Regions from separate parts of the Mus musculus genome. Here all the other regions are linked to region 1. Evidence: chromatin contacts called from public capture Hi-C and promoter capture Hi-C data. All regions are on one chromosome and are shown on one strand. The core of a region is the stretch at or near the end of the contact, and the rest is flanking DNA. Distances in the headings are between cores, read along the strand shown.

Region 1 (4,049 bases), core at 1,148-3,647:
TAGGACATTGCAACACTGGCGAAGGCTTAGCTATGTCAAGCAATCAAATCTTAAAGGCACTTATAATAAAACAATACTGAAAGAGAGCACGTGGATCCATACACCAAACTAACACGGGAAAAGGGTTTGAGTATACGGGCTATGGGAATGCCAAGGTTCCAGGAGGCATAGTTTCCTTGAAACTCATTGCCTCGTGAGTGTTTCCAGGCCTCTTGGCCTGTCAAGCAGACTTCACCGGAGTGGGCGTAGGAGGTGCTCTCCTTGTATGTATCTGGGCGCACCACTGGCATTGTCATGGACTCTGGTGACGGGGTCACACACACAGTGGCCATCTATGACAGCTACACCCTTCCTCACGCCATCTTGTGTCTGGACCTGGTTGGCCAGGACCTGACAGAGTACCTCATGAATTCCTGACTGAACGGGGCTACAGCTTTACCACCACTGCTGAGAGGGAAATTGTGACAAGGAGAAGCTGTGCTATGTTGCCCTGGATTTTGAGCAAGAAAAGGCTACTGCTGCATCATCTTCCTCCTTGGAGAAGAGTTACTAGCTGCCCGATGGGCAGGTGATCACCATTGGCAATGAGCGGTTCTGGTGTCCGGAGGCACTCTTCCAGCATTCCTTCCTGGGCATGGAATCCTGTGGCATCTACGAGACCACCTTCAACTCCATCATGAAGTGTGATGTGGATATCTGCAAAGACCTGTATGCCAATACACTGCTGTCTGGTGGTACCACCATGTACCCAGGCATTGCTGACAGGATGTAGAAGGAGATCACAGCCCTAGCACCCAGCACAATGAAGATTAAGATCATTGCTCCCCCTGAGCGCAAGTACTCAGTCTGGACCTGCGGCTCCATCCTACCTCACTGTCCACCTTCCAGCAGATGTGGATCAGCAAGCAGGAGTATGATGAGTCGGGCCCATCGTCCACTGCAAATGCTTCTAGATGGACTGAGCAGGTGCCAGGCATCTGCTGCATGAGCTGGTATTGAAGTATCGATTTGCCCTGGCAAATGTACACACCTCATGCTAGCCTCATGAAACTGGAATAAGCCTTTGAAAAGAAATTTGTCCTTGAAGCGTGTATCTGATATCAGCACTGGATCATAGAACTTGCTGATTTTTGACCTTGTATTCAAGTTAACTGCTCCCTTGGTATATGTTTAACACCCTGTGCATATCTTGATTCAGTCCTTAGTTCATGTGGCTCGGTCACTTGGGGCTGGGGAGAACACGCAGTGGAAGAGAAAGGCCCAGCCTGGTGGATCTCTGTGAGCACCACGGAGTGATCTGTGCAGGGTATTAACCAACAGCAGACTTCCAGGATTTCCCGAGGCTGGCAAGGGCTCCTGAACCAGTTACCACTCCTTCTTGCCAGTCTAACAGGGTGGGAAAGTCCGAGCCTTAGGACCCAGTTTCCGTTCTGGTTTCTTCCCTCCTGACCACCATCGGTTGTTAGTTGCCTTGAGTTGGGAACGTTTGCATCGACACCTGTAAATGTATTCATTCTTTAATTTATGTAAGGTTTTGTTGTACTCAATTCTTTAAGAAATGACAAATTTTGGTTTTCTACTGTTCAGTGAGAACATTAGGCCCCAGCAACACGTCATTGTGTAAAGAAATTAAAGTGCTTCAGTAACTGAAAAAAAAAAAAAATTTCCTACTACCTATGATATCAAGCTTGGCTTTCTACAAGAGTTCAATCTCTGACTCTCATTTAATTCTTCCATTCCTTCACACACATATATATATATATATATATATATATATATATATATATATATATACTTTTTTTTTTTTTTTTTTTTTTTGGTTTTTCGAAACAGGGTTCTCTGTATAGCCCTGGCTGTCCTGGAACTCACTTTGTAGACCAGGCTGGCTTCGAACTCAGAAATCCGCCTGCCTCTGCCTCCTGAGTGCTAGAATTAAAAGTGTGCGCCACCACACCCGGCTCTATATTTCTTTTATATTTGACATAAGATCGCCTTTTTTTTTTCCTTTGTCTCTAAAAACAAATTGTGCAGCCCGTTGCTTAGGCAAAAGGAGTTTTGTCAGAAAAGTTCAGATCTAACAGATCTGTTCAGGATGGCAGGCAGTTCACTGAGCCAAGCTGCCTTCCTCTGTGTCCCTGTCATGAATCCTTGATTCGGTACAATTCAGTAGGCTTCATCCAAGAAATGCAGAGATGGTTCAGTAAGTGAAAATCAGTCCTGGAAGGTAGCTGGAAGGACCCGGCAGAGCGCAACACGAGGGTTGGTTGTCCTTCGGGTGGGCACCGCAGCGGCGGGCGGTGCCCAGCTTCCCTTCCCCCACAGTCTGGTACAGAGTCTGCCTTCCCGCGCGCTCTTCCCGGCCGCTGCCTTTAGAGGGCGCACGTGCAGCAGCCGCTCTCTCCGGCAGGATCGCCGCGATGGCCGCCCAGGGAGAGCCGCAGGTCCAGTTCAAGGTCGTCCTGGTGGGCGACGGCGGCACCGGAAAGACGACATTCATGAAGCGCCACTTGACCGGAGAGTTTGAGAAGGAGTATGTAGCCACCCTGGGCGTGGAGGTGCACACATTAGTCTTCCATACCAACAGAGGACCTATCAAGTTCAATGTGTGGGACACAGCCGGTCAGGAGAAGTTCGGGGGGCTGCGCGATGGCTACTACATCCAAGCCCAGTGTGCCATTATAATGTTTGACGTAACATCAAGAGTTACTTACAAGAATGTGCCTAGCTGGCATAAAGATCTAGTGCGTGTGTGTGAAAACATCCCCATTGTATTGTGTGGCAACAAAGTGGATGTTAAAGACATGAAAGTGAAGGCAAAACCTATTCTCTTCCACCGAAAGAAGAATCTTCAGTACTATGACATTTCTGCCAGAAGTAACTACAACTTTGAAAAGCCTTTCTTCTGGCTTGCCAGAAAGCTCATTGGAGATCCTAACTTGGAGTTCGTTGCCATGCCTGCTCTTGCCCCACCTGAGGTAGTCATGGACCCAGCTTTGGCAGCACAGTACGAGCATGATTTAGAGGTTGCTCAGACGACTGCTCTCCCAGATGAGGAAGATGACCTGTGAGAAAGTGAAGCTGGAGCCCTGCGTCAGAAGTCTATTTTAGGCAACTGTCCTGTGATGCCAGCCAGCGGTGCAGTGTGTGTGCCACCTTATTTAGCTAAAGGAGATCGTGCAATTCATTGGGATGCTGAAGGAGATGAATGGGCTTCGGAGTGAATGTGGCAGTTAAAATACACCTTCATTTTTTTGGACTTGCGTATTTAGCCCCCTGGAACAGAGTTGTTCTGGATTTCAAAGATAAGACTGCTACCGTAGCATCACAATAGTCAGTGGTGAAATCTTGTTTGTAACTGTCATTCCCACTCTTTCATTTAGAATCAGAATAAAGTTGTATTTCATATTTGAAATATCTTCTAAATATCTTCTAAAAAAGAGAAAAATAAAATCAGCAAATGTAATCTATCACATAAACAAATTAAAAGGGGAAAAAAAACATGATCATATCTTTAGATGCACAAAGGGCCTTTGACAAAATCCAACACCTCTTTATCATAAAACTCCTTGAGAGCCTAGGGATACAAAAGACATACCAAACATAGCAAAGGCAATATAAAGCAATCTGATAAGCCGGGAGTGGTGGTGCCTTTAATTAAATGCCTTTAATCCCAGCATTTGAAAGGCAAAGGCAGGCGAATTTCTTTTTTTTTTAAGATTTATTTATTTATTATATGTAAGTACACTGTAGCTGTCCTCAGATACTCCAGAAGAGGGCATCAGATGATTGTGACCACCTTGTGGTTGCTGGGATTTGAACTCGGGACCTTTGGAAGAGCAGTCGCGCTCTTAACCACTGAGCCATCTCGCCAGCCCCCAGAGAATTTCTGAGCTCAAGGCCTGCCTGGTCTACAAAAGTGAGTTCCAGGACAGCCAGGGCTATACAGAGAAACCCTGTCTTGAAAACCCAAAAAAAAAGCAATCTGATAGCAAACATCAAATTAAAGGGAGATAAATTCAAAGCAGTTCTACCAAAATAAGGAGGAAGAC
Region 2 (4,049 bases), core at 1,096-3,595, 920 kb before region 1:
GAAGGCGAACTTGACCAGTGAAATAAATTCCTCCCCAAGACTTCAGATTCCAACTTCTTCACCAGTAAGTTGGGTCAAAAGAAAGTCATTTTGTTCCTCCAGAAATTATTTACACACACACACACACACACACACACACACACACACACACACACACACTCTCTCTCTCTCTCTCTCTCTCTCTCTCTCTCTCACAGGTGTCGGGAGGTTGGAAGGATGAGCAAGCACACAAACTTGTTCCAGAACCCAATTGTTTGAGACACAGGAAGTGTTAACAAATGTTTAATGTAAAAACTCTTATGGAAACACACCCAAACACTTAAAAACAATACACTAGAAACATTAAGTAGTTTTTGTTGTTAGCTTTGAGACAGGGTTTTTCTGTGTAACCCTGATGTTCTGTAACTCACCTATGGAGCAGGCTGGCCTTGAACTCAGAGATCCCACTGTCTTTTCCTCCTGAGTACTGGGGTTAAAAGCATGTCCCACCACTCCCAGGCTTCTTTAGCTTTTTGTTTGTTTGTTTGCTTTGTTTTTGAGACAGGGTTTCTTTGTGTAGCCCTGGCTGTCCTGGAACTTGCTGTGTTGACCAGGCTGGCCTTGAACTCATAGAGCCTGCCTCTGCCTCCTGATTCTGAAATGGTATTCATCCTGTAATACCATGACTACCTTCTTATTTGTTTATTTATGTATTTTTTAATTAGACCTTTTGGGGCCTCTCAAACAATCTACTGACTTTGACTCTCCTTTTTTTCATTCATTATCATTTTACCTGGTCTTGGTGCGACATCACACCAGGGTAAATATTATAGTTTTTATGTTGGCCAACACTATCCTGCTACTGCTAATTTTCTGGCTTTGATATACTGTGGATCTGAAAAACATCATTAATATTTCCAGAACATAAACCCTGAGTTACTTGTGGTAAATATTACAGGTAAATTTGCAGGGGTCCCTGTTACAAAGTGACACAACTAAGTGCTTTAAAACTATAGAAATCGTTAGGGATATGGGTTGACTGGCAGCATGCCAGCTTAGTGTGTACAGAGCCCTGGGTTCCATCCTAGCAACACAGAAAATCAGATGTGGTGGTGCACACCTGTAATACCAGAACCTGGAAGGTGAAACCAGGGGGCATTAGAAGTTCAAAGTCACCCTTGGCTACACAGCGATTTTTCAGCTAGCCTACAATCCTTGAGACACTGTCTCAAAAAACCAACCAACTACAACAACACCAAAACCTCTAAGAATTGTATTGCCTCACACTTTCTGAGGTAGGGGGTCAGTGGCTTCATACTCTCCATCCGGGAAACCCTGGCGTGCCCCTTCGAAGCCCCAGATTTGCTGAAAATCTTGTCTATTCCTTGTAGCTATTTAACTCCAATATCTGCCTCGATTATCATATCATTCATCCATTGTTTTGGTCTCCACAGGGTTACCCTTAGAACAACTAAATTAAATCTACATCAATCTCTTCTTGCCACCTTTTGAGGTATTAGAGGTCAGGACTTTGATATATTTGTTTTGGGGGGGGGGCACCACAACTCAACACTCCAGCCAACAGTAGAGATCCCTTTTATTGCTATGCAAGGATAGTCTTTGCATTTACCTAACAATCAAGAAAAAAGAAAAAAGGCCAGTCTTCAAAGAATTATACCCCCGAAACGGAACATCAAACGATCTTTGCTCTAGGCGGTGAACTGGCTCAAAGGGCTTAGACACAAATACTCAGTGTGTCCACATCTGCCTACTTCTCTGTGGGTTCTCCTGATTTTCGGCCTCACAAATATGAATATAATTATATAAATATATCTCTACCCTCTACATGCTCAAATATCCAACCCTCACGATGCCTACACGTTATTTATTTTCTCTTTGTATCTGCGAGGCCTCACGAGCACCCGCTCCTCCGAGGTCTCCACCTAACAATCTCTTGTGGTCCCTCTACTTACTTCGAAGTCGGAAAAAGCCTGATAAAGTCAGCAGGACTGTCTGTGGATCCAGCCGGAGCAAGCGTTAGAGGATTCAGTCTAATAGTAATTTTTGTCTCCCCCCCCAAAAAAAAATTAAATAGTTAAATTTTAAGTTCCGGAAAGTGTCTTGGCTACCCTGCTAAAAAGTAAGTCTAAACAACCAAGACACAGGATGCAAACTGGTTCTGGTGTGTCAAGGCACGAGGGAGGAAAAAAGGAAGAAAAATGAAGCGCACATACACCCTCCTCAAATAATAAAGAAAATAAGTGCATACAGGAGAAAAAAAAAAGCCGAACATTTGCTGACTCACCGCCCTGGGGCTTCCAGGTTAGTCCTTAATACATGGCAGCTGGAACTGGGCAGAAAGGTCTATGGTGCCATGTGATTGGCCAATGCGTCACTTCCTCTCATTGGTCCAGGGGGCGGGGGGGGGGGGCTTTTGGAGAAAGGAAGGATGTGATTGATGTCAGAGGTTGGGTGTGGCTTTGAGCCCTCAGTTCCTGGTATCTACAGATAGCAGATACTGCAGTGAATCTTGGTGTAGGATTCCGGATGCACTCCGGATACGGCATCTCCGAGGTTTCTGACTGTACGGAATCCCTCCAGCATCTCCCTGAAGAGATGGATGGGAAGCTGAGATGGATCCCTTCACCCTCTTCGCGTGTTGTTATTTTATTTGTTCCATCACTATCTAGCATTTAAGAGGAGTGTATAAATGAGGGTAGGCAGTCTCTTTGTCGCCGCTATAAAGTCCAGGCTGGCCTTGAACTCGGGCTCTTCCTGCCTCAGCCTTCTGAGTGCTAGGACTACAGGCCTGTACAACGCTTGTGGCAAAATTTCAAGTTCTAACTATGATTACCAAGGCTCTTCTTTTTCCTGGCTTAGGCTGCCCACTGTCAAAAATTGGCAATATTTGAAAAAATTAAGTGGGGGAGGGGCCGTCAGTGAGAAAGCTCAGCTGGTTGTACTTGACATCAAGCCTTGAAGACCCGAGTTCAGTCCCTAATACCCACATGGTGGAAGGAGAAGACTTACTCCTGCAAGTTGTCCTCTGATCCACTCACACACAATTTATACATGTATTCATAAACGTAATAAACAATTAAGTGGTAAATCCCAGAAATAAAGAACTCACTAGTATTAATTGACATTTACATGTATAGTTAATGCTGCTCTAATTTACTATAAGTTATTATTAATAATTTGTTGGGCTGGAGAGATGGCTCAGTGGTTAAGAGCACCGACTGCTCTTCGGAAGGTCCCGAGTTCAAATCCCAGCAACCACGTGGTGGCTCACAACCATCTGTAATGAGATCGCATGCCCTCTTCTGGTGTGTCTGGAGACAGTGTACTTAGATATAATAATAAATAAATCTTTAAAAAAAATAATTTGTTATGCCTAATGTATAGATTAAGCTTCTGTAGGTGTGTTTTATGGGAAAACTATACAAGGTTCCATCTTATTTGAGTTTCACCCATCCATTGGGCAGCTTCAAATGGACATGGAAGATCATTGTAAATATATATATAATATTTATATATATTATGGGGAGATGGTCAGGGTTTTTATTTATTTTTTATTAGGTATTTTCTTTCTTTCTTTCTTTCTTTCTTTCTTTCTTTCTTCCTTCCTTCCTTCCTTTCTTTCTTTCTTTCTTTCTTTCTTTCTTTCTTTAGGTTTTTTTGAGACAGGGTTTCTATGTGTAGCCCTGGCTGTCCTGGAACTCACTCTGTAGACCAGGCTGGCCTTGAATTCAGAAATCTGCCTGCCTCTGCCTCCCAAGTGCTGGGATTAAAGGCGTGCGCCACCAGCACCCAGCAGATATTTTCTTTATTTACATTTCAAATGTTATCCTTTCCTAGTTTTCCCTCTGAAAATCCCCTATCCCCTCCCCTGATAGTCAGGTTTTTATGTCAACTTTATATTGATCAAAGCTGCCATACCCATATATATTTATTTCTTTTTAAATTTTTTTTAAAGCATGGCTGGCTGGGTGTGGAACACAAGCGTGGTCCTTGAGCATGTCACCCAACTGCTCCATCATGGAGCTAGAACTCCACCCTGTGCTCTGTCC
Region 3 (4,049 bases), core at 712-3,211, 670 kb after region 1:
TTCTTACCTGGCAAACCCCAATCTACCACAGGGCTTTTGCTCCAAGTGACACCTATTCAAAGAGGCCTGGCTGATCACCGATTTAAAACGACAATCCTCATCTCTTCATCTTTGATGTGTGTGTGAACATGTGTGTATGTGTGTGCAAGCACGTGCATACACACTTGCTTGTATGCATACTTGTGTATAAAGGGAGGTGCCATTTGTCACGGTGTGTATATGGTAGTCAGAGGACAACCTCAGGTATCAGTCCTTACCTCCCATCTTGTTTGAGGCAGGGTCTCTTTTGCTGCTCGCCAGGGTAGCTGACCTATGAGTCTCAGGGAATTCTCTTCTCTCTGTCTCCCATTTTACTGCAGGAACATTGCCATTCTAGAATCACATTATCACACCCAACTTTATACGGGACCTGGGGATTTAAGCTGAGGTCCTCATGTTTGCGCAGCTAGCTTATACTTTACCTCCTGAACCATCTCCCCTTAAATTCCATTATTTGTTCACGGTTTACTTTGTGCCTTCCCTCCTTAGAATGTGAACTTTGGCATGGCCAGGACTGGGCGCTTAGATCACTGCTGACTGGTTTGCCATGGGGGTTTTGAAAGGAGACCCTGGCCACTGCAGACATCCTGTGAGAAGAAGGGGTATGAGTCACCCTGAATGGTGTGATTAGGAGCACAGGATGATGGCAGGGAGGAGGGGACCTGGGGTCTCAGGGAAGACCACATACCCAGCAATAAGGGCCTCACACTTATGCTACAAACAGGGATAGGCCATCCATACTGTTTTTTGGTTTTTTGGCTCCTGCTAATGTTCTTACCATGTCACAATGTTTCTTTCTGAGCTATTGTGTATGTACAAGAGTTTGAAGGAAGGTATAGATGATCATGAACCACATGGCTGGAGAAACAACCCAGGCTCAGAGTGTGAAGCCAACACAGGAGGACTCAGGAACCCAACCCGAGACACAATCACAAAGGGTCTGGCTGAGCCGAGGCCCCTTCGTTATGTATAGGGAGAAAAGTTGTCTGAGAAAGTTATTGGTTGTGACCTCAGGAGCCTGATTTCAGGGTCTGAGGGAGGAGGGCTGGAGTTCAGAGCCTCTTATGAGTCTGAGAGAGGCAGGCTTCTGGATATGAAAAAGGGGGCTGGGGGCAAACTCCTGGGTCTGAGAGAGGAGGGTTGTGGGCTGGACTCCTGGGTCTGAGAGAGGAGGGTTGTGGGCTGGACTCCTGGGTCTGAGAGAGGAGGAATGGATTGTGGACTCTGAGGGAGGAGGGCTGAGGTCTGGACTCTCAGGTCTGAGGGAGGAGGGCTGGGGCTGGACTTCTGAGTCTGAGGGAGGAGGTCTGAACCTTTCTTCTCTTTGAAGAGAGAACAAGGAGGAGTCCCACCCACTGTCCACCCTACTCTCCGGTCCTTCTGCTGCTACTTCTGGTTGTGTGCAGTACAGGTAACCCTGAAACCTGACTCTCCACCCTCATTCCAGAGCAGAGGTTTTTCCTCCTTTCTTGGCAGCAGAGGAAAACCCCTCCCTCCCTCCCTCTCTCTTAACTGTAGCTTTGGCTCCCAAAGTCAAGCGAGGCTCCCACCTGTGGCTATCCTGACTCAGCCTCACAGGGTGGACGAAACTCACCTGAGGACTCTCTCCCTGAAGAAGTCTTTCCAGCCCCATGCCTGCTCATTCAGCCATGCTGGGCCTCCAGCGAAGCTGATAATTCCCCACCCTGTGTCCGCCCTGGCTCGCTGTAGTTCAGGAGGTGGAATTTTCCTCTTTTGCATTGAGAGTCCTTCTGAAGTATCAAATGTAGGGCCTTGATGTACTGACCCTTGTCACCTTTCTTATCTCTACCCTCCCGACTCCGAACTCATACCCCTCCAACGAGGAAATCCTTCCAGGGGAGAAAAATCAAGCTCACAGTTAAGGGGGACTGTGGCTGGTTATCAGGGAGGGTGGGTGTGGGAAGCCGCCCCCACATTCGCCGTCACAAGATGGCGCTGACATCCTGTGTTCTAAGTTGGTAAACAAATAATCTGCGCATGAGCCAAGGGTATTTACGACTACTTGTACTCTGTTTTTCCCGTGAACGTCAGCTCGGCCATGGGCTGCAGCCAATCAGGGAGTGATGCGTCCGAGGCAATTGTTGTTCTCTTTAAAGAGGAAAGGGGTTTCGTTTTCTCTCTCTCTTGCTTCGCTCTCTCTTGCTTCTTACGCTCTGGCCCCATAAGATGTAAGCAATAAAGCTTTGCCGTAGAAGATTCTGGTTGTTGTGTTCTTCCTGGCCGGTCGTGAGAACGCGTCGAATAACAATTGGTGCCGAATTCCGGGACGAGAAAATCCGGGACGAGAAAAAACTCCGGACTGGCGCAGGAGGGATACTTCATTCCAGAACCAGAACTGCGAATCAAGGTTATAAGGTTCCCGTAACACAGACTGTTGAGAAGGATTCAACTGCCGAATTCAGAACTCATCAGCTGGGGAACGACGGTGATAAAGGTTCCCGTAAAGCAGACTGTTAAGAAGGATTCAACTGTATGAATTCAGAACTTTTCAGCTGGGGAACGAGGTAAGTCTGATCTTGAACTTTCTAAGGAAATTCAAGACAGTCTATCAGAAGTAAAGTGGAAAATGGCTTTACAAGTTAGGTTTGGCCTTGAATTTTTTCTGGTGTTAGGAGCCCTTTTGTTCCTTTTCACATGTTATATAGTGCTTAAGATAGGGCTGAAAATTCTAGAGGAAATTCAGGACAGTCTATCAGAAGTAAAGCGGGGAGAGAGAGTAGGAGCAAGGAGAAACGGTAAGTATACAGGCCTTTCCAAGGGTCTTGAACCCGAGGAAAAGTTAAGGTCAGGTAGGAATACCTGGGGAGAGATTAGAAGGAAGAAAAAGAAAAAAGAAAAGAAAAAAGATCAATTAGCGGAGGTCTCTAGGAGATACTCGTCACTAGATGAGCTCAGGAAGCCAGCTCTTAGTAACTCTGAAGCAAGTGAAGAATCCTCCTCTGAGGAAACAGACTGGGAGAAAAAAGCGGCTCATTATGAAAGAAAAGGATACCAGCCGCCAAGTAAAGTGCTAACTAGTCATTTAAGGAAAAAGCCAAAAGCGGCTGGCGAAGGCCAGTTTGCTAATTGGCCTCAGGGCAATCGGCTACCAGGTGCACTCCCGCCCTATGCGGAGTCCCCGCCCTGCGTAGTGCGTCAGCCCGTAGTGCGTCAGCAATGCGCAGAGAGGCAGTGCGCAGACTCATTCATTCCCCGAGAGGAACAAAGAAAAATACAACAGGCATTTCCAGTCTTTGAAGGAGCCGAGGGTGGGCGTGTCCACGCTCCGGTAGAATATGTGCAGATTAAATATGGAATCAATGCTAATTTTGCCTTGGTGCAGTTGGACAGGCTTGCCGGCGTGGCACTGACTCCTGCCGACTGGCAAATGATTGCAAAAGCCGCTCTCCCTAGTATGGCCAAATATGTGGAATGGCGAGCTCTGTGGCAGGAGGCGGCACAGGCGCAGGCCCGAGCAAACGCTGCTGCTTTAACTCCAGAGCAGAGAGATTGGACTTTTGACTTGTTAACGGGTCAGAGAGCTTATTCTGCTAAACCTGATAAGAGGTATCAATGGAAGGTCTTACCACAGGGAATGTCCAATAGTCCTACTATGTGTCAACTTTATGTACAAGAAGCTCTTTTGCCAGTGAGGGAACAATTCCCCTCTTTAATTTTGCTCCTTTACATGGATGACATCCTCCTGTGCCATAAAGACCTTACCATGCTACAAAAGGCATATCCTTTTCTACTTAAAACTTTAAGTCAGTGGGGTTTACAGATAGCCACAGAAAAGGTCCAAATTTCTGATACAGGACAATTCTTGGGCTCTGTGGTGTCCCCAGATAAGATTGTGCCCCAAAAGGTAGAGATAAGAAGAGATCACCTCCATACCTTAAATGATTTTCAAAAGCTGTTGGGAGATATTAATTGGCTCAGACCTTTTTTAAAGATTCCTTCCGCTGAGTTAAGGCCTTTGTTTAGTATTTTAGAAGGAGATCCTCATATCT

The links. Promoter capture Hi-C pulls out the DNA fragments that hold promoters and counts their contacts. Capture Hi-C pulls out chosen DNA fragments and counts their contacts.
Region 2: a contact with region 1 is called in a capture Hi-C map of embryonic stem cells, with 4 times the contacts expected there. The contact joins the promoter of Nlrp4c here to the promoter of Rasl2-9 in region 1. A contact is called at or near these places in 1 of 39 promoter capture datasets (embryonic stem cells) and 1 of 9 other capture datasets (embryonic stem cells).
Region 3: a contact with region 1 is called in a promoter capture Hi-C map of liver, with 2.6 times the contacts expected there. The contact joins the promoter of Eps8l1 here to the promoter of Rasl2-9 in region 1. A contact is called at or near these places in 3 of 39 promoter capture datasets (hippocampal neurons and liver) and 1 of 9 other capture datasets (adipose tissue).

What each region holds. Positions count from the first base shown.
Region 1 is chr7:5,124,298-5,128,346 of GRCm38.p6, reverse strand. It overlaps Rasl2-9 (RAS-like, family 2, locus 9), which reads left to right and starts at 2,397. Exons shown (of 1, transcript NM_009028.2): 1 at 2,397-3,405. The coding sequence starts at 2,418. The coding sequence ends at 3,068. It also overlaps the pseudogene Gm47692.
Region 2 is chr7:6,043,457-6,047,505 of GRCm38.p6, reverse strand. Nlrp4c (NLR family, pyrin domain containing 4C) reads right to left here and starts at 2,345. Exons shown (of 10, transcript NM_031389.2): 1 at 2,285-2,345.
Region 3 is chr7:4,458,609-4,462,657 of GRCm38.p6, reverse strand. It overlaps Eps8l1 (EPS8-like 1), which reads right to left and starts at 1,961. Exons shown (of 20, transcript NM_001374622.1): 1 at 1,634-1,961. The coding sequence starts at 1,779. It also overlaps a transcript of Rdh13 not described here.